Regions from separate parts of the Mus musculus genome. Here region 2 is linked to region 1. Evidence: chromatin contacts called from public Hi-C data. All regions are on one chromosome and are shown on one strand. Each heading gives the region's core, a stretch centred on a gene start, on an enhancer-like site or on the middle of the called end of the contact. The rest is flanking DNA. Distances are from core to core; before and after follow the strand shown.

Region 1 (5,805 bases), core at 2,244-4,743:
ATCAGACTTTCGAGCAATTAAGAAGAGTTTGGCCCAGGAGGAAATCAGGAAGTCTGCATTCTGTGTGTCAGAGGGATGTTCCACTAGCCTTGATCTCTTTACCCAGGCTGTTATGCCAGACGGGAATGAACCGATGTCTGATTTAACCTGCTGCTCTTTTGCCTTTACTGCAACATATCCGACATAACCATGACAAATATAGACGACCAGGTTCAGCACCCTCCCCTTCCTGGTCCCTTCTTCTAAACCAAAATGGCAGCTGGAAGCCCTGCATTGTGGGAAATGTGGAGTCCACAATTTCAACAGAAAGTTGAAAACTGTCGGAAAGGGTTAAAATGCTTGGTTTTAAATTGAGGAACACTTAGAAGATCTTTCATAGGGGAGAAATAAAAAAACCACACCAGTAAATCCTGGTGTTTGCAAGTATCCCATAGACTCTTCAGCTGATTGGTTGTATCAGTGCCTGCGAATTTTTAAGATGATTTTTCTTTCTTAGGCTTTTTTTTAATGTGTGTGCTTGTCTCCATGTATACGCGTGCATCGTGGCACATGCTTGATGCCCACTGAGGGCAGAAGAGGGTGTCAGATCCCTTGGGACTGGAGTTACAGACAGTTGTGGGTGCTGGGAATGAAACCCAAATTCTCTGCAAGAACAGCCAGTGCTATTAACCACTGAGCCATTCCCCAGGCCATATATATATATATATGGGGTTTTTTTGTTTTTTTTTTTTTCTGGTTTTTCAAGACAGGGTTTCTCTGTATAGCCCTGCTGTCCTGGAACTCACTTTGTAGATTGTTGTGTCTGGCCAGCAGATAACAGCCTGGGTTCTAGCCTGGAAAGGCATTTTGTAAACCTGGAAGAGAAGAGGGGCTAGGCGACGAGAAAAAATGATGCAGCTAAGACAGGCATTCTGATCAAAGCTCAATTTTACTATATCAGCATGCAGTTATGAAGGGGAGGAGGTGGGGGGGGGGGATTCCCGCCAAATAGTCCCTGGGACCAATAGCAAGGAGGCAGGTTCCAGCAGTGGGCATGGCAGAACGATTGAGCCGGCAAGCTCCATCCAGGTGTAAACAGTGGAACCCTAAGGCTGGGGGAGGGGAGGCTACTACAGTAGATCAGGCTGGCCTCGAACTCAGAAATCCGCCTGCCTCTGCCTCCCAAGTGCTAGGAGTAAAAAGTATGCCACCACTGCCCGGCTATATATTTTTAAGGACATATTTATCACTGACTAATCTTTATTTTGTTCTTAGGCTCTGTTTTTCCCAATTTCCATGATTTAGAACCAAACACTGAGAATAAATTTTCCCTAGTACCTCCTCTTCCCAGAGTAAGAAATTTTCTGTAACCTTTTACATCTGTCATGCCCCAGGGCCTTTTCCTTCAGTTTGTTTGACAGCATCATTGACCTAACAGTAACCCCACCTATTGCCTGACAAATCCCTTATTTGGAACACCACCACCCCCATTCCTGAGTATAAAAACCAGTATCGTTCCCACATCCACGGCTGATCTCATGAACACTGGGTCAGGGGAAGGCACAAAAAGAAAGCTTGCTTTAATTAAACTGTCCATGATTTGGGTAGGCATTTTTCTCCTCTCATCTGCGGGACTAACAGAAACTGAGATTGTCTATTAGAAGGTCCTTAAGGATTCTCTCCTGGGAGCTACAGGATGAAACTGTTGTGTATATATAAATCCTGCATGCACAGGACGCCACAAATGTGACAAACATCCATCAGCATGCATGTGGCGCTGTGGAACGCCATCTTTGGCACTCCAAGAACTTCACAGATAGCACATCCTTGTCGAGTCTCATTTTAGAGTCACGTCATGTGACTTGTAGAAGCACTCTACGAGGAGTCTCTTACCAAAGCAGATGTCCGTGACTTACTATTCTCCTTATTTCACAAAATGAAACCTCCAAAGTTGAGTAGAATTAACAACACGTGAAAAATTTAAGCACTTTCAGAAGGATAAATCACCGCTATCTACTTGAGACATTAGACATACCATGTGAGTTGTGCTGGAGGCAGGACAATGGGAAAGGCTAGTTTTGCAGCCCTGGAGAACAGCTATCCACTGGGGAGCAGCAAAATGAGCTGGCCAGAGGATAGTGTGATGAATCTGTACCAGATAAAGTGTCAGAGCGTGCACCCATGCTCCACATTTCAGATGGAGAAGTTATGGATCAGAACGCTTTGGGTAATCTACATTTAAAAAAGAAAATCAGAGAAACCCAACATACAGCGATAGAGTGTGGTATCTGAGTCACCGGCTCCCATTCTTCAACCCTCCCCAAACGAAGACCTGCTGGGTTCATTAGTCTAGCAGGCAGCCTTCAACTGGGGGATTTCATGGTCAAGCAGGAGTTTGTAGCCAGTTCACAGAGGGCGCACTCTGGCCTCCACACTTCCTAGGAACACAGCAGAAGAGACGCCTAAGGGAACATCAGACCTGAAGGAGAAATCTTGAGATGACTGTCACAGAAAAACCAGAACGTCTTTATAAGCTAGAATGCACACTCATTCTTCCATTTTACCAAGTCCTTATTGATATCAAGCCACGGAAAATAATGCCAACCTTAGATGAAGGGTTTAGTGAACCAAAATCATCGGGAATGTACTTGAAATCACATACACTCCGTTGTTCATGAAGCGGCTTTAAGCATGTTACTTAACCTTTGAGGGAGTCTGTTTCCTTGTCTTTAAATCAACGGTAACCAAATAATAATAATAAAAATAAATAAAAAATAAAAATGCATGTTTGCTGTGACAAAACCCTGAACCAAAAGCAAGTTGGGGAAAGAAAGTGTTTGGCTTACACTTCCTGGTCACAGTGCTCTATTGGAGGAAGTTAAAGCAGGAACTCAACGAGAAAGACCCAGAGGCAGGACCTCAAGCAGAGACCATAGAGAAGTGCAGCTTGCTGGCTTGCTCCTCCCGGGCTGGGCCGCCTGTTTACCTATGGAACTAAGGCCCATCTGCCCAGGGGTGGCCATGCCTATTTTCCTCCCATATAGCAACCATAAAACAAGAAAATGCTCCCATGCACAAGCCCACAGGCCAATCTGATGGAGGCAGTTCCTTAGCTGAGGTCCCCTCTTCCCAGCGACCAGTGTGTCACAAGGTTAATGAAGCCAAGCAGGGAATTTTAAGAAACTTGGTTTTCCCAACTTTGCATTTTCTTCCCAGAAAGAACGTCCCTAACTAAACATTATCCCAGCTCTTCTTCGCTCTTGAACTCACTTTTCCTAGAGAGGCAGAGCGATCGCACATCAGGGCAATGACAGTTCCCAAAGCCCAGACCCCCTCAAACCCACAAGCCGTGCCCACCTCTCGCGAGATCAGTGGTCTGTGCTAGCGGGGGCGATGGCTCCCGGAAGTGGGCGGGGAGGCAGGGCCACGCCCCCCAGGCTAGTCCGGGGCCCAGCGGAGTCGGCACGTCCTCCGGCCGCGGGGGGCGGAGTCTCGGCGGCCCTGGCCTGTCACTGTCCCCTGGCCCGGGTCCCGGCGCCCCTCCCCGTGCCCTTCACGGCCGCCCTGCCCTCCCCGGGCCGCCGCTGCGTCCGGCGTTCCCGCTGTACCCGGCTCCGGCTCCCGCTCCCGACGCCGCACGTCTATCCCGCTCGTAAGTGCCTGGAATGCGTCCGTCTCCGGACGCGCATTCCTTCTATCTATAGCCGCTCTGTACATCGCATGCCACCGCCGCCGCAGCTATTCCCGGGACAGCAACTGCTAACCTCTCCAATCACCTCCCTATTGGTGGCTTCAGACCCGAATTTGGGAACTGGGCGCTCTTCCACCTGTTCAGCAGCCTGATCTGCTGGAGGCTACAGTGCCATTTGGAGTTTTCAGGGCCCCCTGGCTCAGGAACGGAATTTATGCCACTGAACTCCAGGGTTTTCGCGGATGCATTGCTTTTCTCTGAGAATGCTTTAGGGGTTTTGTTGGTCTGCTCTGTTTTGAACTGAGTGTAAGACTCTACATCTTTGCTTCAGGCTTTCTTATTCTGCTCCAAGAGAGAAGAAACTTCTCCCTTGTTGGGCTTTACTGACAAGATTTTGCTCTTTCTCATTGCTCTTCTTGGCTTTAAACCTATCTAGGACATGTAAGTGCCGCTGTCAACTCCAGAGAGTTTTAGGTCATATTTTCTTTTCTTTTCTTTCTTTCTTTCTTTTTTTTTTTCTTCTTCTTCTCCTTTTTTTTTTTTTTTTAAATAATTCCACTTTGTTTTATAGGGGTAACTCATTCCACTTTGGAGTCCTTTTAGTTCTACGGAAAGAGTTCGAATCCTCCAGAAGCCAAAATGGAACACAGTAAGCAGATTCGAATTTTACTACTGAACGAGATGGAGAAGCTAGAGAAGACCCTCTTCAGACTTGAACAAGGTCCGTTGCAAGTTGTTTGATTAGCTCTTTTTATGTCTTTTAATGCATTGGCGTTCTATTAGATTTTTTTTTAACTTAAAATTAGGGACTGGGTGTTGGCAGGTAGAATGCATGCTTAGCATAAATGAGGCTGTAGATTCAGTCCTCTGCATGAACAGACACACACACACACACACACACACACACACTCGCGCACTCAAATAACTTTAAGTTAGCTGAAATTTCATAGATCTTGATTTGTGCCAAAATGGTAGGTACATTGGTGGTGAGGAATGAATGTTGATTAAGAATAGACCTGTCACGTTAGCACAAAGATAGCTCAGCTCATCTTGCTGCAGACGACCACCGGAGGCAGACACTACAGGTTATAGGAAGTCCCTCGTGGGTAGAACTTGTGCCTAGCCTGGGTTCAGTCCCTACCTTAGGGAGAAAAAGAAGTGGTAGAGAGTGCGTGTGCAGTTAAAAGATTGAGCATGTTATTAGTAATAGCATTTATTGTTATAACTCGTGAAATCATATATAATGTAGCTTTGCATATATCTGTAGGGTGGCTTTTCAGAGCAAACTCTTTTCCTCTATTGAGCTTCAGCGCTGGGAGAGTAGAGTACAGCAAAAGGCGTAGTGAGCTTGCTAACCCTATCAGGAGCCTCTCAAGCAAGTAGAAGATGAAGCCAAATAAAAAGTGGAAAAACCTCTTCGGTGATGTTGAAACATGTTGGAGCCATCACTTAAAGAACTACATTGAGCTAGGGATATAGCTAAGTGGTATAGGACTTGCCTAATACAAGCAAAGTCTTGGGTTCAAGCCCCAGCATGACAGAAAAATGTAACTAAAGGTAAGATCAAAGATCAATTTGCAGGACTATCAGACACGCTAACTGACGCTTTACATTCAATACTGAAAACAGTCCACTGATAATTTATAAATATAACTTGTAAAATACAAGGAGGAAGTTTTTTTATGCATCAAGACAAAAATCAGTCTCCTGGATGAATTCAGTGAACATTGATAAACATCTTGAAGAATTTTTTTTCTTTAATACTTTTTAAAAGTGAGATTTTTGGAAAGCCATCTACTGTGTGGCCTTGATGCTGAACGGCCCTTGTCTTCCAGGTTTGCTCGGGGTTTTGGGTCACTGAGCTCTGGCTCCAGCTTGGCTCTCCTGACTCTGCCCTTCCCTGGGGTTGGTTTGTCCTTCTCTTCTGTCTTCAGTATTCCTCTCACTCTGGCATCTCTCCTCAGGCTCTCTGTCTTCCTCATTTCAGGTCATTGCCAGCGTGTGCCTGGTTCCCTTCTTGCTCTGTTCATCTACCATAGAAACCATGCATTCCCATGGCTGGGCTCTAGCCTCAATGCTGAGGACTCTGAAATAATGGCCTCAAGTGTCACTTTTTTCTTGGAAGCTTTTAAGTC
Region 2 (5,805 bases), core at 1,058-3,557, 55 kb after region 1:
TATGCAGTTCATGGTGCACACAGGTGTCGTTGGAAAGAGAAATGAAATTTATATGTATTTTCTAAAAAACTGAATGATTTGTAGTTGTTTTTAATAAAACAAAAACAAACAAACAAAAAAAGAGTGTCACTATGAGGCTTCTCTAGCTTCAAGTTCACTACATAAGCCAGCTTCAACCTCTCATGTGATCCTTCTGCCTCTGCATCCTGAGTGCTAGGACCACAAACCTGTACCTCCATGGCTGCTCTGTAAGTGTCTTAGTTTGCTTTTTCAGGTTTCAACATAACTGCGGGGATTGATGAAGAAACAGGATTTGTTTATGGAGGAAATCGCTTCAACTGTGGCACGTGGATGGATAAAATGGGAGAGAGTGACCGAGCTAGGAACAGAGGGATCCCAGCCACTCCAAGGTAGAGTCTGTGTATGGATGCGTCTGCCGAGGCACTTTTAATTCACCAGCCCCTTTTTTAAACACACAGCATCTTTTGTTCTGCTAACCATTGTCCTCACTCTAAAGCGTTCCAGACCTGTCCTTCCTCTTTCTCCTCTCCCTCCTCCTCTGCTGTTTCCTTCTTCACTCATTTATTCCTTGCCACCATTATTACAGATAAAACCGCCCTCTGGTGTAAATAACCTGTTCTCATCCGAGAGAACTCATGAATTTGCACCTCTACAAGAATCTCAAACGTTTATGATTCATTATCCCAATGGTTAAGACACCTTTAAAATAAAAAAAAAGTTACAGTTATTCTTGGTGTGTGTGTTTGTGTGTGTATGTATGTTTTCGCATATGTGCAGGTCAGAGGACAACTATGAGAGTTACTTCTCTCGCCTCACCATGTGGCTCCCAGGTCATCAGACTTGGCAGCAAAGGCCAAGAGAGCTACCTGCTGAGCCATCTCACCATCCCTCTTTAAGACATTTCTTAATGTGAACTTCACACAATGTAAAGATTTTATTTCACCAGTCTTACAAGAATGGAAAACAACTAATTGAAAACTTTTATCTCTACTTTTGTTATCCAAGGGTTTTTCTTTTATGAGTTTAGAAGTTATCGACAAATATCACAAGTTCTTGATACTGATTTAAGCTTAGCAACTATTTTCTTTAAAAAGAAAAAAAAAATGTGCCCATTTGGGAGGTGCACATGTGTGCAGGCGCCTGTGGAAGCCAGCAGAGGTCATCTGATTGTGCCAGGCTACCGGCACTTGAAGGCTGCCCACTGTGGGTGCTGGGAGCTGAACCAGGGTGGTCTGCAAGAGCAGTAATTGCTCTTATCCAGTGAGCCACCTCTCCAGCCTGGAAATTGTTTTCTTATTAAAGATTTATCTTCAAACACATCAGCCAGGACTAAAGAGAAAGACCCAGTCTTCAAAGCTCAGGAACAAATGAGTGTCAGGAGAGCCTGGAGAGATGGCTGAGCTGTGAGGAAAGCCTGCTGCTGGGCGGGTCCCAAGCTTGCTTCCCAACACTCACCGTGGGAGGCTCTCAACCATTGCAACCAGTTCCAAGAGATCCGGTACTCTTATCTGGGCATCCACACGTGTGCCATGTGCACATAGATACACATGCATATACAAATAAAAATATGTCTTTTTAAATATTAGAAACAAAAATCAATGCCAAAATAGTAAGGGAGGAGATTTCTTATGTGATATCATATGTATATAATATGTATTACTTATAACGTGAAGATGTGGGCACAGGTAGTTGCTTGTATGGTGCATTAGGTACAATATTCACCAAATAGGTTGTTGTCGTTGGTAGTGGTTTGGTTTGGTTCTATTCTACCCAAAGCCTTCATTATTTCTAGACGTTCAACTCTGAGCTACATCCCCAACCCAGAATTACTTATTGAATGCCCTTTTAAATAATGGTTAAATAAACTCAACATAGAAAATACATTTTTCTAATTTTAGAGATGGGTCTGCTGTGGAAATCGTGGGCTTGTGTAAATCTGCTGTTCGTTGGTTGCTGGAATTGTCTAAGAAAAATATCTTTCCTTATCATGAAGTCAGAGTAAAAAGACATGGTAAGCTGGCCTGTTTCCAAGGAACCTACAAGTCATTAACCTTTGTCGCCGTCATTGGGTTCAGCCAATCAATACCAGAAAAGGCTAGCTTTTAAGAAGAAAGAAAAATGGTTAATTCCCAATATGGAAATGCTAACAGCTGGTTACTGACACCGTTCCTACAGCACCAGTGAGCTGAGAGAAGAGGCGGCGTGGTGCCTGCCTCCATGGCCTCTCCCTCACTCTGTGAGCAAGTCACGCACATGGGCAGTCTGGAAATCTTCCCATCCCTTTCTGGAACAATTCCTACGCAACAGAAGCAATGTTCCTACGCAACAGAAGCAATGTTTGAGCTACCTGTACAACTCTAGACTTTCTTTTTTTTTTTTTTAAAGATTTATTTATTTATTATATGTAAGTACATTGTAGCTGTCTTCAGACACTCCAGAAGAGGGAGTCAGATCTCGTTACGGATGGTTGTGAGCCACCATGTGGTTGCTGGGATTTGAACTCTGGACCTTCGGAAGAGCAGTCGGGTGCTCTAACCCACTGAGCCATCTCTCCAGCCCTAGACTTTCTAAAACGTAAAAAAGAAGTAGGTGGGGCTGGTGAGATGGCTCAGTGGGTTAGAGCACCCGACTGCTCTTCCGAAGGTCCAGAGTTCAAATCCCAGCAACCACATGGTGGCTCACAACCATCTGTAACAAGATCTGACGCCCTCTTCTGGAGTGTCTGAGGACAGCTACAGTGTACTTACATATAATAAATAAATAAATCTTTAAAAAAAAAAAAAAAAAAAAAGAAGTAGGTGAAAGTAACTGTATGTTTAATTCAGTGCATATGAAGTGTTATTTGTTAGCACAGTGTGTTGAGTATGAAGTTAGTCCTGAGCTGTTTGTCATTCTTTTGGGAGAGGTATTTGGTCTTTGAATTTATAGCATATCTCCATCTAAAGCAGCCACATTTTCTAAAACATAGATAATTTATTTCATAATGAAGCTAAATATGAAGTTTTGGCAATAACAGATGTTTAAATGTTCTGAAGATCTACAAAATGTCTCTTGTCACTTTTCAGGAAAGGTTGTGGCAGTCTCGTACGATGAGTGGAACAGAAAAATACAAAACAATTTCGAAAAGCTGTTTCATGTTTCCGAAGACCCTTCAGATCCTAACGAGAAGCATCCGAACCTGGTTCACAAACGCGGCATCTACAAGGACAGCTATGGTGCGTCGAGTCCTTGGTGTGACTATCAGCTCAGGCCCAACTTCACCATAGCAATGGTCGTGGTGAGTGATATAGTGCCTTCACATTTCAAAAATGTCATGGTAACTCTACTAAGGGCCTTTTTTCTTCTGTTTGGTTTTAAGTTCCACTTAACCATGAAACATTATTGCTTTCTGGATAGTATTCTATGGTTTTAGAGTAATTTAGTATGCATACCACCTCTAATCCAAAACATTTAGTGTCAAAAATGGAAAATAGTGGATGCAGAGAAACAAACGCTCCCAGAGTCACACATGCCCAGTACCTGGCGTCTATGCACACACTGGGCTGAATGGACTGGGTCTCTTAGGCCAGGTCCAGCTGCCTCAGTCGGCCTCAGCCCTCACCCTGGCCTGCTGAACATTTGTGTTACCTCAGCGCATGCCACAAACAGCTCCCCAGTGCACTAGACAGAAAGCTCTGTGTTAGGGAATGTCCACAGCAGCTTATAGTCACATCTGTCTCCTTTGTGGTCTTTCTCTCATTAGTTCTATTTAGCTAAGGATTATTTATTATTAATTATTATTTTGTTTTACCATTTTATTGGGGGGGGAGGAGGAGCCTGCATGTAATGTATGTCATGTATATGCAATGCCCCAAGAAGCCAGAAGAGGGCATCAGATCCCTGAGACTAGAATTACACCCTGTAGGTGTGGGGAAATTGAACCTATATCCTCTGGAAGAGAAGCTAGTGTGCCTAACCACTGAGCCATCTCTCCAGCCACCTAGCTAAGAATTCTTGATCCCCTTTTATTGTAAAATCTCAGTCTAAAAATAAACTCTTCAGGGCAGTGGACTAGGAGGACTGTGTTTAGCCATGCCTCCCTGGGTGTTTGACTTTGTCAAAAAGATTACTAAGCAGATATTACTAATTGTAGTGGTATGAAAGTGTACCCTTTCAGACTGGAGATGGCTCAGTGGTTAAGAGCAGTGACTGCTCTTCCAGAGGACCCGGGTTCATTTCCCAGCAACCACAACTCTCTGTAACTCACACCCTCACACTGATATGCATGCAGACAAAACCCAGCCATGCACATAAAATAAAAAGAAAGAAAGAGAGAGAGAGAGAGCAGGCTTGCACAGAGGCACTTTGGCGTGATGCCTTTGCTCCGCTTTCTCTGTAAGATGGGTGCAGATTTTCTCTCCTTCCACCCGTCGCAAGCATTTGTGCTGTTGGCGTACAAGTTCTGAGTTCATTATCGCCAAGAAGAGAGGAGAGAAGCTTCGGGTACGCGTATAGGGCTCCTGCACGCCTAGGACGTGGCAGCGGGAGGTGAGCTCTGCCTCCGGTGTAGCTGTGGCTCCTGTTTGGTTCTTGTTCACGGGTGGCCCCGGTGGCCCGTGCGCTCTCCCAGCCTCTCAGCCGAGAAAGGCGACTCAGATTCCGCCTCGGAGGATTAGAGTCGTCAGGTTCCACTCACCATCTGACCTACACCATATTCTTACATGAGTAAGAACTAATTGTTCTGCGATATTAAAATGTTTTTTCTTTGTTTATTTCACCTTCATTAGGCCCCTGAACTCTTTACTGCTGAGAAGGCTTGGAAGGCTTTGGAAATTGCAGAAAAAAAATTGCTTGGTCCCCTTGGCATGAAAACTTTAGACCCAGAGTAAGTTGGAATATTAGTATTAAGAAGGTTGTTGAGTTGGGTGGTGGGTGTGAATGCCTTTAATCTTAGTACCCAGGAGGTAGCAGAAGCAGGTAGCTCTGAGTTCAAGGCCAGTCTGGTTTACAGAATGAGTTTCAGGATGGACACAGAGAAACACTGTCTAGGAAAGGAAGGAAAGGAAAGGAAAGGAAAGGAAAGGAAAGGAAAGGAAAGGAAAGGAAAGGAAAGGAAAGGAAAGGAAAGGAAAGGAAAGGAGAAAGGAAAGGAAAGGAAAGGAAAGGAAAGGAAAGGAAAGGAAAGGAAAGGAAAGGAAAGGGGAAAGGGGAAAGGGAAAAGAAGAAGGCAGTTGAAATTGTGTTTAACCCACATAGATTAGTATTATTAGTATTAGGCTAGAGAGATGACTCAGCAGTAAAGAGCACTGACTGCTCTTCCAGAGGTCCTGAGTTCAATACCAAGCAACCATAGTGTGGCTCACAATCATCTGTAATGGGGTCTGATGCCCTTTCTGGTGTGTCTGAAGACAGCAACAGTGTACTCATATACATAAAGTAAATAAATAAATCTTTAAAATAGCTCTTGAGCCCAGCATGATGGCGTATACTTGTAGCCCAGCCTCTGGATAGTTGAAACAGGAGAATTGAGAGTCCATGATGGCCTTCCACTGTCTCACAAGTTTGAGACCAGCCTGGCCACATGAGAGCCCGCCTCGTGAGGAGCAGTTGGAAGGATGTAGCTCAGTGGTAGAGTGCATGCCTACCACATGTAGGACCCTGGGCTCTGTCCTCAGCACCACACCCCCATATTCATTTATGTGTATAAGTGTTCTGCCTTCATATATTTCTTTGTGCCACATGTGTGCCTGGTGCCCTTGGAGGCAGTAAGAGGGCATGGATCCCCTGGAACTGGAGTTACAGACA

Evidence for each region. Hi-C and Micro-C count contacts between places; a contact is called where the count stands out from the background.
Region 2: a Hi-C map of liver shows a contact between it and region 1, with 2.4 times the contacts expected there. The contact joins the enhancer-like site here to the promoter of Agl in region 1. A contact is called at or near these places in 7 of 39 promoter capture datasets (the HPC-7 cell line, embryonic stem cells, epiblast stem cells and 3 more), 4 of 484 Hi-C or Micro-C datasets (cranial neural crest, differentiating spermatogonia, liver and 1 more), 6 of 115 datasets of contacts at active chromatin or transcription factors (CD8 T cells, the NIH/3T3 cell line, the SCID.adh cell line and 1 more) and 3 of 9 other capture datasets (adipose tissue, embryonic stem cells and pancreatic islet).

The regions. Positions count from the first base shown.
Region 1 is chr3:116,805,854-116,811,658 of GRCm38.p6, reverse strand. It overlaps Agl (amylo-1,6-glucosidase, 4-alpha-glucanotransferase), which reads left to right and starts at 3,493. Exons shown (of 34, transcript NM_001081326.1): 1 at 3,493-3,631; 2 at 4,242-4,391. The coding sequence starts at 4,310.
Region 2 is chr3:116,749,478-116,755,282 of GRCm38.p6, reverse strand. Agl (amylo-1,6-glucosidase, 4-alpha-glucanotransferase) reads left to right here. Exons shown (of 34, transcript NM_001081326.1): 28 at 275-410; 29 at 1,920-2,032; 30 at 3,087-3,298; 31 at 4,788-4,885. Among named protein-coding and RNA genes, the nearest start is that of Slc35a3, 40 kb to the right of the region's middle. Within about 2 kb of position 2,307, at least 4 of the 459 cell types and tissues checked have an H3K27ac peak or open chromatin away from gene starts, as enhancers often do. A contact at or near this core is called in liver, where this site is marked.